Linked DNA regions of Mus musculus: all the other regions are linked to region 5. The links are chromatin contacts, called in public HiChIP or PLAC-seq and Micro-C maps. All regions are on one chromosome and are shown on one strand. The core of a region is the stretch at or near the end of the contact, and the rest is flanking DNA. Distances in the headings are between cores, read along the strand shown. Region 1 holds the start of Lipt2 (lipoyl(octanoyl) transferase 2 (putative)). Region 2 holds the start of P4ha3 (procollagen-proline, 2-oxoglutarate 4-dioxygenase (proline 4-hydroxylase), alpha polypeptide III). Region 3 holds the start of P2ry2 (purinergic receptor P2Y, G-protein coupled 2). Region 4 holds the start of Pgm2l1 (phosphoglucomutase 2-like 1). Region 5 holds the start of Rab6a (RAB6A, member RAS oncogene family). Region 6 holds the start of Kcne3 (potassium voltage-gated channel, Isk-related subfamily, gene 3).

Region 1 (3,267 bases), core at 84-2,583, 450 kb before region 5:
GCCCACCCACACTCAGTGTTACTGGAGCTATTAACAGTCAAAGTCCATCCCAGCACGTAGGAGGCAGAGGCAGGAGGATCTTCTGTGATGGAGGAGGGAGGGGAGAACCTGCATGGCAGAGGTGGAGGGGTTCAGAGAGTGAGAAAGTCCACAGTGCAACGATGTAGGCTCAGGCTTTAGGCCGATATCTGAAAAGGAAATAAAGAAAAGGGGAAAAAATTAGTGGTCAGTGCAGATCTGAGATTATGTCCCAGGTTAGAATACCACACCAGAGACACACAGTGTGGTTAGAAACAGGGGCTGGTTATTAAAAAAAGAAAAACACTCCCAAGAATGGGCGTGAGCTAGTGGGCTAAGTAAAAGCCTTGGGGACTGAGGGCTCAGGACCCTTTATAAGACTTTGATAAGACATCTACCTCTCCAAATTGTAGTTCTGGGGACTTTTCTGGCACATTCTCTGTTGTATAAAGCTCAGGTCAGGAAGGGTTTCTGGGCCAATTAATCACAATTAATCTTGATATTCTGGCTTCCCGTCCCCTGTCCTTCCCTCGGCTTCTGGGACTGGGTTGTATGATGACTCAAGCTGGAGCTCCCTTCAGAGATCAGGGCTTCATAATGGAAGCAACTCCTACAAAGGTAACGGTGCCTTCCCAGGAGTAGCTTGTTTTTGTGACCCATCTATGTAGGATGTCCCATTTGCTTTAATCTAGAATAATTCTAATGGGTCAGGCCAGACTCGGAGCATTCCTGGGGGATAGCTAAGGAAAGAATCTAATGCAACTATTTCTCTGCTCAACTACAGCTTCTGCCTAATCCTGTTTCTTTCAAGTCTTATATATCTTGAAGTACCTGCTACGTCCCACACCGATCCACAATAAACCTCTTTGCACACTAGTCTCCCTTTCAGTTTTCGAGGAACTCAACATATTACTGAATTCTGTTTTTCTTTCCATCATTGAGGAAAATACGTAATAAATAAATTAATTAAATTAAAAAAAAGAATTTACATGGTGAAACAGAAAGACAATTTCTGAATATTGTCAAAAAAAAAAACTTTAATATTAGCTTGTCAGCTGTGAACACCTAAGCTTCCAGGGTTGGATCTTCGTTTCTCAAATACTCTACACTGCACGGTCCAAGTTCCTGCAGAACACAGAACATACTAAAAAATGATTATTGGAATGAATGGGTGGTTAAGACCAATCCTGCCTGGACTTCGGGTCACACAGGTAGGCGGGAACTGAAGCTCCACTCGGGCTGAAGCTCAGGGGCGTGGCCCAGAGTCCCCGCCCCGAGACCCGCCAGAAGGCGTGGCCCACGCACGCCGCCTCCCGCGCGATGTCGCTGCCTGTGGTCCGGCTCGTTTGGCTTGGTCGGGTGCACTACTCGGAGCTGCTGGCGTTGCAGGAGCATTGGCTACGGCGGCTACAGGCAGACCCTCGCCCTGGGACCCTGTCGGGGACCAAAGCGGGTGTGCTCTTGGTCTGCGAGCCAGCGGGGCCCGTATACACGGGCGGGCTACGCGGTGGCCTGACACCCGAGGAGACTACGCGGCTGAGGGCCTTGGGCGCCGAGGTGCGCGCCACCGGCCGCGGCGGCCTGGCCACTTTCCACGGCCCGGGCCAGTTGCTCTGCCACCCGGTGCTTGACTTGCGGCTCCTAGGCCTGCGCCTGCGCACCCACGTGGCGGCGCTGGAGGCGTGCGCCGTGCGACTGTGCGAACTTCGGGGCCTGCAGGGCGCCCGCGCGCGGCCGCCGCCCTACACTGGCGTCTGGCTGGGGGAGCGCAAGATCTGCGCGATCGGTGAGCGCGCCGGGGCGGGACCGGGGCGGAGCCTGGGCAGGGCTAACATCGGGGAGCGCTGGGCTGGACATGAACTCTGGGCATGAGCCACTGACCTCCCTCATGGAGCTGAGACAAAAGAGTCCTCTAGTTCAGTATGAATTGCCAGGTTTCTTCCTGTGACTCATAACGGGAGACAGGATGCCAAAATTTAAAACTTCCAATGCAAACGCAATTCTTGTGTTAAACGAATCTCGAAAATAAGGGCAGCTGATGTGTAACCACAGCCCCCACCGCCATTGACTTAGCCCCCAGATCCAGTCAGTGTTCCATCCAAGTTTCAAGGGATTGTGCCCAGGCCTCCTTACCTTTCAGCCCCAGAGGGATCCTGAGGCTCCCAAAGAAGGGAAGTATAACTATGCTAAGATATTTTGGCTTGTCTTGCAGGAGTCCGCTGTGGAAGACACATCACGTCCCACGGCTTGGCTCTGAACTGTTCAACCGACCTCACATGGTTTGAGCACATTGTGCCTTGTGGACTGGTTGGAACTGGAGTCACTTCCCTGAGTGAGGCGCTTCAAAGACTTGTCACTGTGGATGAAGTAATGCCATCATTCCTTGTGGCATTCAAGGAGACTTTCAAGTGCACGTTAATCTCTGAGGACAGCCCCAGCTGAAGGACATTCATTCACCTTATCCTTGGGATGATGGTTCTACAATAGAAAGCTTCTAGTCTGACTGAGTCCCCAGAACTACTCTGATTCACTGACCATGACAGGCCCTGAGCAATTGCTAGTCTGACTGAGTCCCCAGAACTACTCTGATTCACTGACCATGACAGGCCCTGAGCAATTGCTCCCTGTATCTCCTCACCTACCTCAGACGACATTATGAAAATACTATGAAAAGTCACAGGCTACCTAAAGCATCCCCATGACCATTAACACCTGTTAATGGAGACACTCCAGTGTTATTATCAACTGCCATTTCCTAATTACTTGCTACTTTTTCAGTGCTAACAGCAATTGTATCAGTTGTATCTAACAGCAGTTTTGACTCTTAGGTTTTTTGAGTTCTGTGGGAACCAAATCTCTGTGAGGCCCAGGGAAGTGATAAAGTTACTCTTCTCAGGAGACCTGGGTCTTTCTTCAGTAAAGGAGAAAGCCTCTTCAAAAAAATAAAATAAAATAGTTTTGCCTTTCTGGGTTGAATGTCTCAAGTTTGATAATTTACCTATTTTTGCTTGAGGTCAACAGAGATGGGTTAGAGGCTTCATAAAGACAAGGTACTCCCTCCATGCATACAAAGACTAGAGAGGAAAGATTTTCCTAAGTGGGATTCCTAGATCTGTGTGCATGTCAGGCCTGCTAAGAAGCAGAAAATCTGTGATTCAAGACAGCCAAGGAACACATTACCTCAATTCTCATTGATTGGGAATTTGGAAGAAATGGACTTGGGTTGGTTGGAGTCTTACCAGAGCTTCC
Region 2 (2,962 bases), core at 233-2,732, 320 kb before region 5:
AACTCTGGGGCTTATAATAACCCAGATTTTTTTATCCTACTGCCTCAGAATTCAGAAGTCTGAACCGATGTATTAGACTTTTTCAGCACTGTGACCAGATATCTGACAGACACACTGTAACAGAGAAAAGATTTCTTTGACTCCTGGAGCCCATCATGAAAAGGAAGGTGTGTTGGCAGGTCTTGCCCCGTCTGGTGGCTAGCATATGTGGCCGGTGCTCACATCCAGCAGACAGAAACCTGATGGCTCTGGCCAGCAGTGAAGCCTTAGTGAACCTAGTGGAGTATGTAAGCCCTACTTCCCCAAAGCTCCATAGCTTGGTTTTTACCAAGTATTCAAGAGGATGAAACTGTGAGGTTCATTTCAAATTCAAACCGTAACGAATAGGTGTCACGAGATAAAATCAAGGTATTGGCAGATCTGTTCTTCCTGCAGACTAGGAAAGATCTGTCCCCCAGCCTTCTCAACCTTCTAGAAGCTACCTACAACCTGTTACTCACAGACCGTTTATCCATTTTCAAAGTCGCAACACAGCATCATCAAGTCTCTGATTTGGCTGTTATTGTCCTGTATCTTTCTTTGCCGTTTGTTTGTTTGTTTTTCGAGACAGGGTTTCTCTGCCTCCCAAGTGCTGGGATTAAAGGCGTGGGCCACCACCGCCCGGCTTTTTCTTTGCCTTTTTAAAAGGACCTTGGCAACTGCGTTGAGCTCACCAGGATAATCCAGGATGGCCTAAAGTCAAGATACTGTTAGAACTACACACATTGACTCTGTGAAGCTCTCTCCCCATCAAAGCATGCCAGGGGAAGCCCCTCTTTGGGGATGAGGTCCTCACCCATTGCACACAGCCTGTGGTTGCCCATTTTGTGTTTTTATGGTGGTTTACATTTCCATTTCCCTTTATGAGCAGCGGGCTGCATCTGCACCTACTATAGCACAGATGTTACTGAACACTTAAATGAATGAGTAAATGAATAAACATTGCTGGGCAAAAGGGATAGCGGGGTGAAAGAAACAAGCAGCCTAGTAGAATATAATGATGGTATTTTTGTGTGACTCTGTAGTGACTCGATCCTAGAGTTTCAGCTTCTGTAAGTCCTAGCCATCTTTCAAGATCACCTGAGGTCCTGTCCTCTGTGAAGACTTTACCCCTCTGCCCCAGCCACCTGCACTTCTGTCACCATGCTGTGTCACCCTTTGGAGTTCCCCTCATAATCCAGAGGTTTTTGTGTCCTCCCCTGTCCCACAGGAGGAATTTGGATGATGGCTCAGCACGGCTGTAACTAGAGAAATCACTGCTCACCCGCGCTCGCCTCAGTTCCCCCAAATGTGACAGGCACGGTGGAATCAGTGTGGAGTTAGCGGCGGGCCAGGCACTAAGGAATTCAGTGCTGAGGGGACGGAGGCGGCCAAGGGCGGGCGACGGAAGGCTGCGGGCGGGCGGGCGGGCCGGGGCGGCGCCGGGCGAGAGCGCGGAGGGACGCGCGACCCTGCGATGGGCCCAGGGGCGCGGCTGGCTCTGCTGGCGCTGCTGGCGCTCGGGGGAGACCCCGCGGCGGCCACGGGGCGGGAGGACACGTTCTCCGCGCTGACCAGCGTGGCGCGCGCCCTGGCGCCCGAGCGCAGGCTGCTGGGGACACTGAGGCGCTACCTGCGCGGCGAGGAGGCGCGGCTGCGCGACTTGACCAGGTGAGGGCGTCTCCAGGGAGCCGGGATGCTCAGCGACTGAGGGTGAGGAGTAACTGAGGCCCAAAGTGACTTCCAGACCCAACTGTCATGTGGTGGGGACCCTGAGACACTTTGAAGGGGAATGAGGAGTTCTGTGTCACTCTCTCTCTCTCTCTCTCTCTCTCTCTCTCTCTCCCTCTCTCTCACTCTCTGTGTCTGTCTGTCTGTCTGTCTGTGTCTGTCTCTTTGTCTCTGTGCCTGTCTCTCTGCCTCTTTGTGTGTGTGTCTCTGTCTCTCTGTTCCGGTCTCTGTCTCTCTCTGTGTCTATGTGTCTGTATGTATGTGTGTTTGTCCGTGTCTCTGTCTCTTTCTGTTTCTCTGTCTCTCCCTGTCTCTCTGTCTCTCACTCTCTGTCTCTGTCACACACAAACACACACCCCGGGGTGTGACACCACCCCCCATCCACCTTCACATGTCCAAGTTGATACACTGTGAAAAAGTGTAGGTAGCATGGAGATTCTAGAGTCCAGTTGGATCTCACAAATACTGTGTCAAGCAGCAAATGACCTTGGACTTCTTGTCAAGTTACTGCTGACACAGTAGAATGCTGTGGTGACCATTATAGCTCTTATTTCTTTTTCCATGGGTAAAAGTTCTCTGAATGTAAGTAGTAGCTGAGAGGTTGTATGTATGTGAAAATGTCTGACTCCAAAGAAAACACTGTGAAAAACTACTTCACACGGGGTAATACTGGGAGTAGTGTGCACAAACACACAGCCAACATTATTTTTTATGCAGTCAGCAAAGTAGAGTTAGATCCTGGAAGGTAAACTGTTGTAAAGTGTGGGACTTAGAGCACTAATCAGTGTCCAAGATGAAAAAGGAATGCTTGCATATGATACCAACATGTCTTGTGCCTTCTTTGCTTTGGACACTGAGAAGCCCACGGACTATAAGGCACAGTTGTTTCCACATAAATCCAATTGATCTTACAAACTTGTCTAGACAGAGCAGAAGCACATCATTTGATTTCCAGTAACTTTAAATTTCAAATCCATTCCCATGCCAACCCGCCCTGCTCCACTCCCACAAATGTTTATAAGAAATGGTCATGAAGGACAGCCAGTTTCGTAAGGGTTGGCTTAATCCTGCAGTCTGCTCTTCAAATGCCATTGGTGGCAACTGATGGCTTGTAGTTAGACACGCATTTGTTTGAGTTGCAGTATCAAATTGGTTTGTTAAAAAAAAAAAACCTGCAGATTACATTCTTACACTAAGAAAAACAGGCTGTAAG
Region 3 (3,054 bases), core at 440-2,939, 400 kb after region 5:
AATCCTAGAGTTCCAGAGTTAGGCTATGGACAGGTCTCCGCGAGTTGGGGGTCAGCCTGGTCCATAGACTGACATCCAGGACACAGAGTGAGACACTGGAGAAATCAAACTCCCCTCAGCCTAGAAATAAGTAGCACTGCCTCATCCTGAAACTTTGGCCCTGGGCAGGGAGGCCTCAGCTGGGGCAGGTAAGCGGAGTCCCAGGTTTTATTTATGTAGCTTTGTGACCTTAGAGAAGACATTCTCCAAGCCTCTATTTTCTGATCTACAAAATAAAGGCAATAGTTCCTTTCTCATGGGGCCTTTAGGAGGAAAAGATGAGGGATTCTTATAAACTGTAACAAGTAACAGTTCAACAACATTCCAATAGTAGCATAAGCACTTCTCATTAAGAAGAAAGACTACAGCCAGGAAATTAAAGAACTCCTGGTGTCACCCATGAGGCCTTGGTGACATCCTCACATGCTCATCTGGTGCCTGGGGTAGGTGGGCAAAAGGGATCCCGGAAAGGCCACAACCTCACTCTGCATCTGGGCAGCCATTTCTGAGGATTACCCAGTATGCCAACCTGCCCATGTCCTCAAAACTCTGGAGTATCCAAAGCATGGAAAAGGAGAGGGGCAGACCTCCGCAGCAGGGCTTGTCCCCAGCCCTCATGCAGGACCCACACTGGCAGCAGTGTAGAGTCTGTTCAGAGACTCTCCTTCCTCCCACTCCCACCCACAGATAATTGCCACTTCCCTGCCGCCCCAGCCTGATCTTCAAAAGCCACTATTCCAAACTTGATCCAAAACAAGGCTGCTGACCCAGGGACTCTAGGGATGCCATTCTGAGCACAGCAGTCACCTAGCCCTATAAATCTCCAAACTGGAAAGGCTAGTTCCCAGAAGGATCTACACTTGGGTCTAGCTCCTGGAGATCAGTAACACACACACACACACACACACACACACACACACACACACACACACTGTAGCCCTAGTGAGGTGAACACTGTCTTTCTTCTGCCTGACCCTTCATACAGCACCACCTGCCCGATTAAAAGTTTCCAGACAGATCAAAGTCTTAACTGTCCTTATATGAAATTGCACTAGCAACCCACATTCCCACCCCACCGCACCCCCCACTCCCAACCCCACAACCCCGCCGCTGCTGCCACTGCCTCCGGTTCCTCACTGACACCTCACTGACACCGAGTGAGCTACCCAGACTGACTCTGGGGAGAGTTAAGAGTCCAAGCGCAAGAAGTCTCCAGGATTCCCAGGTCTCTTAGCCCACAGACTTACGCCCCAGGGGTACACACAGACTAAGTTCAGTCACTCACACCCTAAGGGTGTGCGCATTTGCCCACTAACACACAGATTCCCCCAGTATGCTGGTAAACACACCAAGATGACACTCACCGAGATCACGCTCTAGAGGAAACAAAGTTCATCAGCGCACCGGCAGCCGGCTCTCACCGCCCAGTTTTGCGCAGTACAAGGGCTGGGAGCCCGAGCCCTCGGGACAGTCACGTAATGGGCTCTCCCTGTTTGGCGCTGACTCGACCGGCGCTCCCGTCCCCAGGCCTCACTTGGCGACCTCTCTTGGTGTCCGCTCCCCTCTAGGAAGCACCTCTCACCTCCCCGCTGCGCTGGTCCCCTCCAAGGGCTGCCGCCGCTGTTCCTGGTGCCCGAGTCCCATGCCGAGTGGCGCAGGGTCCCACGTGCCTGGAAGCGCCGCGGTCCCCGCCCTACTCCGCCCCGCTCCGCACCCCATAGCCTGGCTGTGAGCAGGAGGGCGGGGCAGACTCTGGGCAGACGCCGGAGCCGCCCCCAACCCTTCTAAACAGATGCTTCCAGTCTGCCACCCGCTTGGGGACGCGGTCGGTCAGTGTCGCCGCCGGTCAGCGTGTCCGCCACGGCTGTTGAGCAAGGAGAGGCGGAAGGCGACCGTCCTGGCTGAGCAGAGGTCACCTGCTTAGCTCACCGATTTTCAGCGACGCCCAAGTTTTACAAGGTTTGCTTTGTGCTGGCCTGGCTCCTGTCACTGCCCACCGATGGACCTTTATACTGACCCTCAGCCTTCCCTCCGCTGCTGCCCCATCCCGCGTCACTTACGGATGGACAGATGGATGTGCTTTCAGACTGCTGGTACCAGCAGAAATCTTTGCCGGCTTCACCACCTCCGTCTGCTTTTGCTCTTCGTTCAGGTCACTAACGGGTCCATGAAGTCCTGGTTTAGTTTGATCTCTCATCTTGAACTGCCTCAATTCTTCTCTCTGGCCTGCTCTGAAGACTTTCTGTAGTCACAAACCCCATTCCTGTCCTAGTTTGAGCTCAAAAAGGCAAGGACCACACCAGCCACCTCACTGCTGTCCTGTGAAGGGGTGGATGAATGAGAGGGTGTCTGCCCCCTCCCATTTCTGACTCAGGCATCTGTTAGTATAAGTTCTAGGCCACCTTTAGCACTGTAAGACACATTTTCTGCGAAATGAAGCCAGTCCTTCCATGATCCTACTTTTCGTGTCCATCCAGGGAGTCTTGGGGTGGCCAAATAAACGGACAAGTTCAGAACAAGCCTTTTCCTATGGTGAGGAGTTTGCTCTCTGCCCAAGGGCTGTAGACTTTGTTAGTTGTGTATCCGCTGACTAAAGTCCCATTCGCAGCCCCTGGAGGGGTCCAGAAAGGGTCCGATCTGCAGCCCTGTCCAGAGTGAGAAGGGTGAATACACAGAGCTGGGTGGCTGAGCCTCTCTGCAGCCTCCTGGGGCCTTTGAGCAGACACAAAGGCTCCTTGTCTAACCTCTGCTGGCTATGGGAGCTGGTGCAGGCAGCTTCCAGAAATCTAGATCTCTCCACAGCCACCCTTGTGGCTTTAGGGTCCTCGTGTGAGGGAAGTCTTTCTGGTTATTGAAATCCCAGCGGATTTCCTTTTCCTGATCTCCCTTCTGAGCCGTCAGGTCTTTTTCTGCTGCTTCCCCTAGGACCCAGGATGGATCCTAGCCTCTAGAAGACCCACAGGCTGGACAGTGGGCAGTCTTGGACTTTACCCTTGCTGTGGTCCAATTCCTTTA
Region 4 (3,033 bases), core at 412-2,911, 380 kb before region 5:
ATGCCCTCTCCTTTTTTCTCAGTTGGCTTATTTCCTGTTCTTGAAATCCCAGTGCAGGTCCTCCTGCTTGATGGTTTCATTTCCACTATTTGCAGCAAGCTCTTCATCGTGGACTAAACATTCTTGCACATATCCTATCTCTCCAGATTTTATTTCTGGGGATTTTGGTTGTGACCCTAGCTTTAACAGCTGAAGCATCACTCCAGCCCTAGATTTTACTTCTTGAAGGGAATTGTTTATATTCTTCTAATATCAGCTCCTAGCATAATTCTTGTTTTGTTGATTTTTAAGGCAAACACTGCAACCCCTTACAATGACATATATTATTTTTCAGAATCTCTCAATACAATTATTTTATGCTAGTAGTTTGGATTTTATTAGAACAAATGATGTCTTTAAAAAATAAAAGGAATACTTTGGATTTATTATGTCTTTTATCTTTGAGCCTCAAAACACTCTAAAACTATTTCTTCAATTACTGTACTGTCATGCTATAAATATTATATAATCCTTACAAGAGCAAAAGGCTGATGAGGAAGAGTTTTAATATACTTGGTCAAGTCACACCAAGAAGGTATTTGGCACAGTGTGGTGGTGCACACCTGGAATTCCAGCACTCAAGAGTTCAATTTCAGCCTGGCGTATATTATGTTCAAGGCTAGCCAAAGCCATAGAGGAGACCCTGTCTCAAAAACAGAGAAAGCAGAGTGGTCCATATACAAGACTTCAGTATTTCTCTGGCCTCAAGTAATGAGACCTGAAAGGCGCACATTTATAGAAGAAAGAAAGTGAAGGTGTTCATTTCTTTTTTCCTCTGTATTCCTACTTGTTCATGAATTTTATGATGTTTGTACATTCTTAAAATAGGGTTAAATGCTGACCCATCATCTGACAACCTTCTTATCTATTTTCCAGACATTATATTCTCTCTACCTCTATTCCGCGGCTACAACTGAACAAAAACAACTGCCAGCTGAGGTAACATAACAGACTGAAACCCGCATTCATTTCTCAGGAACGCTACTGCTCAGAAAATTCGGTTTGCCTTTCAGTTCCTTCTGTGTAAAGTGGGAAAGGAATATACATACAACCTACCACACAGGATGAATGAAATGACAAAAAACGACTCGTAAACTTTCAAGTACAAATAGATACCGTTGTTCCTTACGTCATTCCTTTTTTACCTTAAAGCAGGAGACCACCACTGCACAACATAAGTAAGAAGCGTCAGGGAACAGGTGGTGCTTTTTCTCTCCGAGGGAAGGGAAAGGCAACGGGTGTACAGAACTCGGGGAACCGGGGAAAACTACAACTCCCGTGAGGCGTCACGCGCGCCACTTTGGGCTCCCAAGCGAGACCAAGCCCTGAGGCGAAGAGGGTGGGGCCTGCGCGCGCCGGGGACTCTCCTAGTGAGTGCAGAGGCGGGCTGCTTGAGACGACGGGGACACCAGGTGGAGGCGCACGTGCGAGTGCGGGGCGGGTGATAAGGGAAAGACAGCTGAGGAACGGCATTAAAAAAACAAAGCCAGCTGTGCACTGTCGCCTCAGCGGACAGCAAACGCTGCAGCGGAGGTGCGGGGCGCGCGCTCCCGGGCTCGCGCCTCATGCCTCGGGCACTCGGACGGGCCGGGGCGGGCGGGGGCGGCGCGGGCGGCGCGGGGGCGGGGCCTAAGGCGGCGCGGGCGAAGGCGGCGACCCAGACATCTGGGACTGTTGTTGTTCTCTCGCCTCACGCCCGCCTCAGTCAGTTCGAGCTGAGATCCGGAGCTAGTCTGCTGGGAGGCGGCTGTCCTGTCTCCGCCCTCTCTCCGGGTTCGCTGGAGCTGCGGCAGGAGCTGGCGCGGACTGAACAGCTCGCGGTTGGTCTCCGATGCCCTTCGTCAAGGAGGGGGTTTCTGGACCCTGGTGAGCGCACCTAGAGCCCCCCTGACTCAGTGTCTTCGCCCGCCCCTCGGGCCCGCAAACCCGTGTGTCTACCATGGCTGAGAACGCAGATGATGACCTGAACTCTAACCTGCTCCACGCCCCCTACCTCACTGGGGACCCCCAGCTAGACACGGCCATCGGGCAGTGGCTGCGTTGGGACAAGGTGGGTACCTGGTCACCCCGGCATCTGTCCCCTCTTTCTGCTCACCCTCGCACAGTCCACCCTTTCCGGTACCCACCCAGGGCTCTGGAGGCTCCAGGGGAGATGGCTCCAGCCAGCGCAGGGCTAGTGGAGTTGGGCGATGCCTCTCACCTATGCAGGGGCTGCTTTCCCCGGCGGGCTGGGCTGGGCAGGGACGACTGCAGTCTCTTTCTTTTGTGGTAGGCTACACCGCAGTCCCGCTTCCTCCCTTGCTGCCCCTTCCCTTCCAGTGAGTATCATCTCTCATGGTCAAAATACTTCGTCCTCATTCTCATCGTTGTAAGTTATCCTCTGTGTACTATGCATCCATCACCTTTCCTCTTTCTCCTTTGACTTCCTTCTCTGCAGAACCAGAAAGTGGCTTCTGGTTCTTGAACGTTACTAACCACTCACTATGTTGCTCTGCTGTGTTTCCACCCTCTGTCACTAGGTAATCGCTGGCTAGGTATTCGCTAGTCTATTTCACTCTTATTTTCTGGTATCACCTTTTGCTATTAAATGTGACAAGGGTTCTCCTCTTATTTCATTCCTCTGCCGGCAGTTATTTATTGGAAGTATCCTGTTCAAAAAATTGTCATGGACATCTAGAATAGTCTAGTTGTACTGATAGAATTTGCACCATTCTCAAATCTTAAAAGGCAGATTCTGATCAGATATTTAGGAATTGCTTAGGAATTTCAGAATTGCTGATGCCATCGTTTCTTCTCTCTCCCTCCCCTTGTGCAGGTATATAGGGTGGGTTGGTGAAAGCTAGAATTAAAATGCATCCTTTTCACTTGTAAACGAGGCTCTTGGAGGCTTTTTCAGAGGGTGGGATGATAATCCCAGTGTTTGTTTTCTCAAGTGCATATGATACAGCTGCTAAAACAAAAAAGGCAGCACATTTAAAACTGAATTAAGGGGTT
Region 5 (3,082 bases), core at 240-2,739:
ACGATTATGGGCATGCACCACCATGTCTGGCTCTAGAAGTTTCTTAGGTGTCCTAAAGAGTAGATTTTCTCTCTCTCTCTCTCTCTCTCTCTCTCTCTCTCTCTCTCTCTCTCTCTCTCTCTCTCTGCAGGACCTCACTCTGTATCTTAGGCTAAGCTGGAACTAACTCTATAGCCCAGGTTTGCCAAGCCCTGACAGCAATCCTCCGCCTTAGCTTCCTGGGGGTTGGGATTACAGATGTGAAGCACTAGATAGAAAATTACTAGATTTACAAAGGCCATTATAGAAGTTCCCATATACCACTCCAGACTCCTCTATTAACAGCTTACTTTAATAGGACTGATATGTTATAATAAATCAATCAGTACAAAATACTGTTATTAACTAAAATTCATGCTATACTCAAATTATTTTGTTTTTGTCTGATACTCTCTTTTTAGGGATCCCATTCAGATGAAAAGTTACATTTAATTATGTTATGTAACTGTCCACATTATGCTTAGTTCATGTTTTCTTATGGCATTCACCTTTATCTTATTGGATCTCAAATCTGGTTGACAATTGGAAATGCTTCAGATGGCAAATTTAAGGAAGCCCCACTCAAGCACATCCAGAAGTGCTGCTTTAAGGAGAAAGGATGATCTTTTAAATACTCCTTCTGCAGATTTGTGATTTTGTTGAGGCAGCCCTCTGGAATGTTGTGTGACCTTTTCCAAAGCTGCACCGCTAAGTGGGCAGTCATTTCATATCTGTAATATGTGGAGTTTGGCTTATATGATATCTAAACTCATTTCTAGCATGTAGACGATGGTTATCGTCTGATGTTATGGGCACCTAAAACAACGGCCACTCAACAGAAGATCACGCCAACAGACACTAGGGAATTTGATGGCTTAACGTAAGGAGGTAGCAGAGGTTCAAATAAAACCTTGACTCCATGACATGACTACGTGGATTTTGCAAGTCATTTCCTTCTGTTGGACTCCAATTTCCTCACCCACAAAATGGAGAGGACTTGTTTCTGGTAGTTATGAAACTCCACGGAGTAACGGTGGGAAATCTTATATACACGAAGATGCCGAGCAAGGAATTACGTTTTAGAAGGCTAGGGTAAACGGGTGAAGGGCTAAAGTGAGGAAGGAGAAGCGACGTTAAGGGTTTAGCACCTACAATACACCTTTGAGCGACCCAACCCCACCCACGCATTGCTGCGGTCATTCCACCTTGGTTCCGGCTCCGCCTCCGTCCCACCTTCTTTTCCCTCCTCCTTCCTCCAATCGCCTTGCGTCGCGCCACACTTCCTATGGCTGCCAGAACCCCACACCTTCCTCCGCGCGAGAGTCGCGCGCGCGCTCTCGCGTCGCCACCTCAGTTAGCAGCTGCCTGCCCTCCGCTTTTTCTGATTGGCTCGATTTGTCACTGACGTAAGCGCCCCCTTTTTTTTCTCCCCCCCTTGCTTACCCGGAACTCGGTCCCGCCTCCTCCCGGCTTCTCCAGACGCCAGTCGAAACCTGATCGGCCCCTTTCTCCACCGCACGGGAGGAGCCGGGATTGCTGGCGAAACCAGGAAAGCACTGGCGGCGACGCGCACGCACGCACTCACGCACGCACGTCCGAGGCCGGCAGGGCGGCAGGCTCGCGCCCGGACTCGCCCCGCATCCGCGCCAGAGGCTCGCGCACTCAGCGGGTTGTGCTGCGGTGGTGGCGGCGGCGGCTGCTGTGAGAGCCCGAGCACTGCGCGTGCCGAGACCCAGACGCGTCTGCGGCGCTCGCCTCGCCACCCTCCTCTCTCACCTCAGTCTCCGCGCCGCGTTCTGAGGGAAGGAACGGCGCTAGGCTAGCGAAGCCCGAGCGCACCGCTGGCTGCCTCCGACACCGCCCTGCGTCCCTTCGCGGCCGCGGGCCCGGCTCGGTGCTAGGCGACTCTGCGGGGAGGCGGCGGCGGCGGCTGCCGGTCGGTGGAGGCACTCTCCCTTCAGCCTCGCCCCTCTGCCCGGCCCTGCAGGGGCCGAGAGGACTCGGAGGCTGCCCCTTCAGCTCGGCCCTCTTCGTTAGCGGGTTGGAGCTGCAGCGGTCTGGAAGAGGTCTCTGGGCTGAGGCGGCGGCGGCGGCTCCTCCGGCTCCATCATGTCCGCGGGCGGAGACTTCGGGAATCCGCTGAGGAAATTCAAGCTGGTGTTCCTGGGAGAGCAGAGCGGTGAGTGCGCGACTCCCCCGCTCCTGGCAGCCGGCCGCGGCTTCCCCGCACCGCCCCCAGTGCAGCCCTTCTGGCCGCTGAGGCTCCCCGCCGGCCTCGCTCTTCCTAAAACCCCCACCCCAGCCTTTTCCCCGGGTCCCCCGACTCCTCTTGTCCCTGTCCCTGGCTCCTCCTCGCTAGGATCTATCAGGCTTGTAGCTTAGATCTCTGATCCTCGCCCGGACTCCGCCGCCTGCAGCCGGGCCCTCTCGGGCCGCTCTGTCCTCCTCAGTCCTCACCCCGCCCAGCCTCCTGTCCATCCCTTTCTTCCTTTGCTCTGCGTGGTCTCCACCACCCGGGCCGGCTTTATGGGGCCCCACCCTTATTCCTTGCTCTTTTTCCGGTTCCCATTGGAAGTGAGGTCCCACTCCGAGAAGCCCCCAACTCTGGAGAATGGGCCCCCTCTTCAACCTTGGATGAAGGAGGGTGGGATCTGGGCGTTGTTTTCCCCTGAGGCTTGGCTCGGAGTTGTACTAGTCTCTCGGAAGGTGAGAGAAGAGGTGGTCATGGAGAAAAACAATTCTTGCTCAGTTTACACCTAAATGAAGAATTAGTTAGGGTTAGTGAGCTAATATATTTTAACTGAAGGAGACTTGAAAAGAGGTGGCGTTGCCAGTGATGATTTTGGTCCCTTGGGTTGGGACTGGTTGGAAATCCTTATTTTTCTATTAATTTTCGTCATTGACAATTCTTTTGGCTATATTGATGCCTTTTCAGTCTCTGCCAGATGCTATGTCATGATCAGTTTACTTTGAATTTTTCTCATCTCACTTCCCTCTTTTCTCGTTTCAATATGAAATATTTAAGTATCTTCATGATGATACAAGCAAGGATTAACGGGTGAAA
Region 6 (3,056 bases), core at 161-2,660, 430 kb before region 5:
AGGCAGAGCTCTGGGAGTTTGAGGCTAGCTGGGTCTACAGAGTGAGTTTCAGAACAGCCAGGGCTATACAGAGAAACCCTGTCTCAAAAATCACATAAACAAACAAAGAAAAAAAGAAAAGAGAAACGAGATTCCCAGTCTCCCAATGGTGCTTAAGACTGGCCTTGAGGGCACCTGGCATGTAAGCGGTGCACAGACATCTACAGAGGCAAAACTCTGAATGCTGATTTCTGGGCCCCACTCTGGGTCTTTTGAATCCAAACCTCCCAGGAGGAGCCCACCGCCCTCGGTGTGCAGACTGGAGCAGCGCATACTGGGGTAATCGGGATGACGGCTCTCAGAGGTGGTGTCCAGCTTAGGGAGGAACGGCTGGATAGAAACCTGCCACACAGAAACAACACAACAAGGATGTGTTCTGAAGGAGATTAGCAATTATGCACAAAAAGCCCACCACGTGGCAATCTTGTTTTTCCCTAAGCACGTATTAGGTAATCATATCCTAATATTCTGTGATGGAAATTACTCACCTTGGAAATACTGCAGTAGATCTTTGCGAGAATTGTGAGGGAGCTCATCTGAGTGTGTTCGTTGTGTGACCTCCGCTAGTGAAGAGAGCTTGGATAAGTGGTTGCTACAGAGTCCCTGAGAGGCAGATCCCTATTTCTGTCATCAACAGGAAAATGACACTTATCAGCGTCTCTTCTATATCAACAGAAACAATTTTTAATATCATCAGAAACAATTTGGATGTGGACCCAGTGGCTGGAAAACAAGTGTTCTGGGACAGACACCAGTTAAGAAGTGAGTGGATACAAGTTGAGACCGGGCATGTGACACAGACTACTGAGGGGGGAGATGCCTGCTAGAGTACGTGGATTCTGAGACCAAGCTCTGACCGAGCTCTGCGCTGACTTGCTTGCTGAGTGTAGAATCACCTCCCCAATTTGGGCGTCTGCAAACTGAAAACAGGGTATGTCTTAGAATCAGATGTTTTCTTTGGCTATTCCGGTTTTAGTATTTTGGATTCTGAAAACACTTCTAATCTTACCGTAACCCTGTGAAGAGCGAGTGCAGGAATGGTGGTACCCATAGACAGGAAACCAAGGCCCCAGAGAGGAGCTGCCCAGTGCCACACAGCTACACAGGTACCAAGCCCGACTCCACCAAAACCTAGCGCTTGGTCTGGGTGTTTGGAAATCAGCTTTTCGCTAGGTTGGCTGAGACTTAAAGGAGACACAGACGAGAAAAATTCTGTCTGGGATCCAGGAAGCAGGTGGTTCCCCGCAACCGCACCCGGTTAAGGCTAAGGAGCTGGGCGGAGGCGCCCCAAGACAGCCAACGCTGAAGCTGGAGTGCTAAGGCAGGGCGGGGCCAGAGGAGGGACACCCTGGGAAGGAAAAGGGAGCCAGAGCCAGTAGGCGTGCAGAGATCTGAGAGCACTGAGCGCATCTGGGCATTATTGCAGTGTTCACCGGAGACAGATCGTAGAGGCGGGTAAGGCGCTACAGGGTTGGAAAAGCTATCCATAGTCCGGGCAAGACGTGCAGGGTTTCGGTGTTTTCCTTCAGAGGGGGGACCCGACGTGGGGTGCTGCTAAAACACAGAGTGGATCTTCCTTAGTGAGAAAAGCAGGTATTCCCAGGAACTATAGGGATTAGAGAGTTTCGCTGCGCATGGAAAGTCGTGTGTGGTCCGAAGGCGCTCTCCCAGGCTTTCCTCCAGGCAGCAAAGGCTCCTCCTCTCCTACCGATAAGAGGACACTCACAGGTCTGCAGCGGGACACTCACGGAAATAACATTCCAGGAGTCAGTCTTGCTCTACCAAAGCTGCGGGCTCTGCAGAACTGCCCTACCCATTCTACTCCACTGTGACCAGCCCTCGGCGATCAGATCCTCCGAAATCCCGGGACGGGCTGAAGCATCTTCCGCTGTTAGTAGCAATTCTAGGTTGAAAGTCAGGAGTCTTGGGTTCTAGTTTTCAGGTAGTGTAAATTGATGCAGGTCAACCATGGCTTTGTGCCTTATGCTTTCTTAGGTCACCTCCTGTAAAATGGGTCTCCTGCTCCAGTTGCCCCCATGTAATCCAATTAGGGCAAAGGGGAATGTTTGGGAGGTGTCTCAGCCAGTGTGTTAGAGCCCCGGGAAGCAAAGTCCTAATCTCTGCCTCCTTCTCTTTATTAATTTGCATGGGAGGAAACTGAGGACCCAGGATAATCTTATCACCAGGGACCATATTGAATTAGAACCAGTGTTTCCTCACTCCTAGCCCAGGACTCTTATTTCACGTACAGATATCGAATAAACTCATTCTCTCTGGCTCCAGCCACTCTGTAAATTGCAAATGGAGGGGTGCGATAACTGGAGGCATTAAAAACTGCCTTTAAAGTCTGTTGACTCCCGGAAGATGAAAACCGACTAGCAACTTTCTTCAGTTCAAATTCCTCAGGGCATGTTTTCTATCTGTAACGCAGGGGAGCTTGAAGTACCTTCTAAGAGGGAGGCAGGCAAGACCAAGAACCTCCATCCTATGCTTGGCTACACAGACTGGCCAAGTAGGGGCAGGGAAGGCACTTGTAAATGGCAAGGACCTGCAGGATTCATCAGAAAGGGTGGGACACAAAGGAGGTGGGCGACCCTTGGTGGCTGTGGGCTGTGAGAGGGCACAGCAGAAGGTAGGCACTTGGGATGACTGCTCTCAGAGGTGAGCTGAGCCATGGATGGCTATGGGAACAATGTGAGCAGGGTTCCCAGTAACTTTCTCATGCCTGCTCCGCCTATTGTCTCCCCCAGTTCTCACGAGGTGAGCTGGGCACTGGTAATTACCTCCGTCTTACAGATATGGTTCAGAGGAAAAGCATTCAAGGTCACATAGGCAGAACTAGGATCATGAAAGGTACTCTTGAAAGGCGAGATCACAGGCTGAGACTTGGGCTATCTGTGTGCCTTCTGTGGGTGTGGATGGCCACACCTTTGGTAGGTACACAGGGAAGAGCATTGCAAAACCATTTACCGTTCTCTGGGGGCCAAGAATGTTTGCCCTTTGGATAAACGGGCTCA

The links. Hi-C and Micro-C count contacts between places; a contact is called where the count stands out from the background. HiChIP or PLAC-seq counts read pairs in DNA pulled down with a chosen protein or histone mark.
Region 1: a Micro-C map of embryonic stem cells shows a contact between it and region 5, with 5 times the contacts expected there. The contact joins the promoter of Lipt2 here to the promoter of Rab6a in region 5. A contact is called at or near these places in 3 of 484 Hi-C or Micro-C datasets (B cells and embryonic stem cells) and 1 of 115 datasets of contacts at active chromatin or transcription factors (large pre-B cells).
Region 2: a contact with region 5 is called in an H3K27ac HiChIP or PLAC-seq map of extraembryonic endoderm stem cells, with 4 times the contacts expected there. The contact joins the promoter of P4ha3 here to the promoter of Rab6a in region 5. A contact is called at or near these places in 1 of 39 promoter capture datasets (neural stem cells), 3 of 115 datasets of contacts at active chromatin or transcription factors (extraembryonic endoderm stem cells, fetal liver and pancreatic cancer cells) and 1 of 9 other capture datasets (adipose tissue).
Region 3: a contact with region 5 is called in an H3K27ac HiChIP or PLAC-seq map of embryonic stem cells, with 6 read pairs. The contact joins the promoter of P2ry2 here to the promoter of Rab6a in region 5. A contact is called at or near these places in 1 of 484 Hi-C or Micro-C datasets (liver) and 2 of 115 datasets of contacts at active chromatin or transcription factors (embryonic stem cells and pancreatic cancer cells).
Region 4: a Micro-C map of embryonic stem cells shows a contact between it and region 5, with 5 times the contacts expected there. The contact joins the promoter of Pgm2l1 here to the promoter of Rab6a in region 5. A contact is called at or near these places in 1 of 39 promoter capture datasets (erythroid cells), 6 of 484 Hi-C or Micro-C datasets (embryonic stem cells, muscle stem cells and uterus), 1 of 115 datasets of contacts at active chromatin or transcription factors (extraembryonic endoderm stem cells) and 1 of 9 other capture datasets (pancreatic islet).
Region 6: a contact with region 5 is called in an H3K27ac HiChIP or PLAC-seq map of large pre-B cells, with 4 times the contacts expected there. The contact joins the promoter of Kcne3 here to the promoter of Rab6a in region 5.

The regions. Positions count from the first base shown.
Region 1 is chr7:100,157,944-100,161,210 of GRCm38.p6, forward strand. Lipt2 (lipoyl(octanoyl) transferase 2 (putative)) reads left to right here and starts at 1,334. Exons shown (of 2, transcript NM_026010.2): 1 at 1,334-1,804; 2 at 2,231-2,988. The coding sequence starts at 1,339. The coding sequence ends at 2,460. It overlaps Gm51452 (a long non-coding RNA gene), which reads right to left and starts at 2,233. Exons shown (of 2, transcript XR_003946658.1): 1 at 2,152-2,233; 2 at 1-188.
Region 2 is chr7:100,284,038-100,286,999 of GRCm38.p6, forward strand. It overlaps P4ha3 (procollagen-proline, 2-oxoglutarate 4-dioxygenase (proline 4-hydroxylase), alpha polypeptide III), which reads left to right and starts at 1,483. Exons shown (of 13, transcript NM_177161.4): 1 at 1,483-1,689. The coding sequence starts at 1,496.
Region 3 is chr7:101,010,309-101,013,362 of GRCm38.p6, forward strand. It overlaps P2ry2 (purinergic receptor P2Y, G-protein coupled 2), which reads right to left and starts at 1,690. Exons shown (of 3, transcript NM_008773.4): 1 at 1,404-1,690.
Region 4 is chr7:100,225,946-100,228,978 of GRCm38.p6, forward strand. It overlaps Pgm2l1 (phosphoglucomutase 2-like 1), which reads left to right and starts at 1,662. Exons shown (of 14, transcript NM_027629.3): 1 at 1,662-2,089. The coding sequence starts at 1,979. Gm34877 (a long non-coding RNA gene) reads right to left here and starts at 1,460. Exons shown (of 3, transcript XR_869834.3): 1 at 1,185-1,460.
Region 5 is chr7:100,606,097-100,609,178 of GRCm38.p6, forward strand. Rab6a (RAB6A, member RAS oncogene family) reads left to right here and starts at 1,490. Exons shown (of 8, transcript NM_024287.4): 1 at 1,490-2,197. The coding sequence starts at 2,128. It also overlaps a transcript of Mrpl48 not described here.
Region 6 is chr7:100,177,273-100,180,328 of GRCm38.p6, forward strand. Kcne3 (potassium voltage-gated channel, Isk-related subfamily, gene 3) reads left to right here and starts at 1,411. Exons shown (of 4, transcript NM_001360467.1): 1 at 1,411-1,494. It overlaps Gm51453 (a long non-coding RNA gene), which reads right to left and starts at 1,419. Exons shown (of 3, transcript XR_003946660.1): 1 at 1,049-1,419; 2 at 528-959; 3 at 112-381.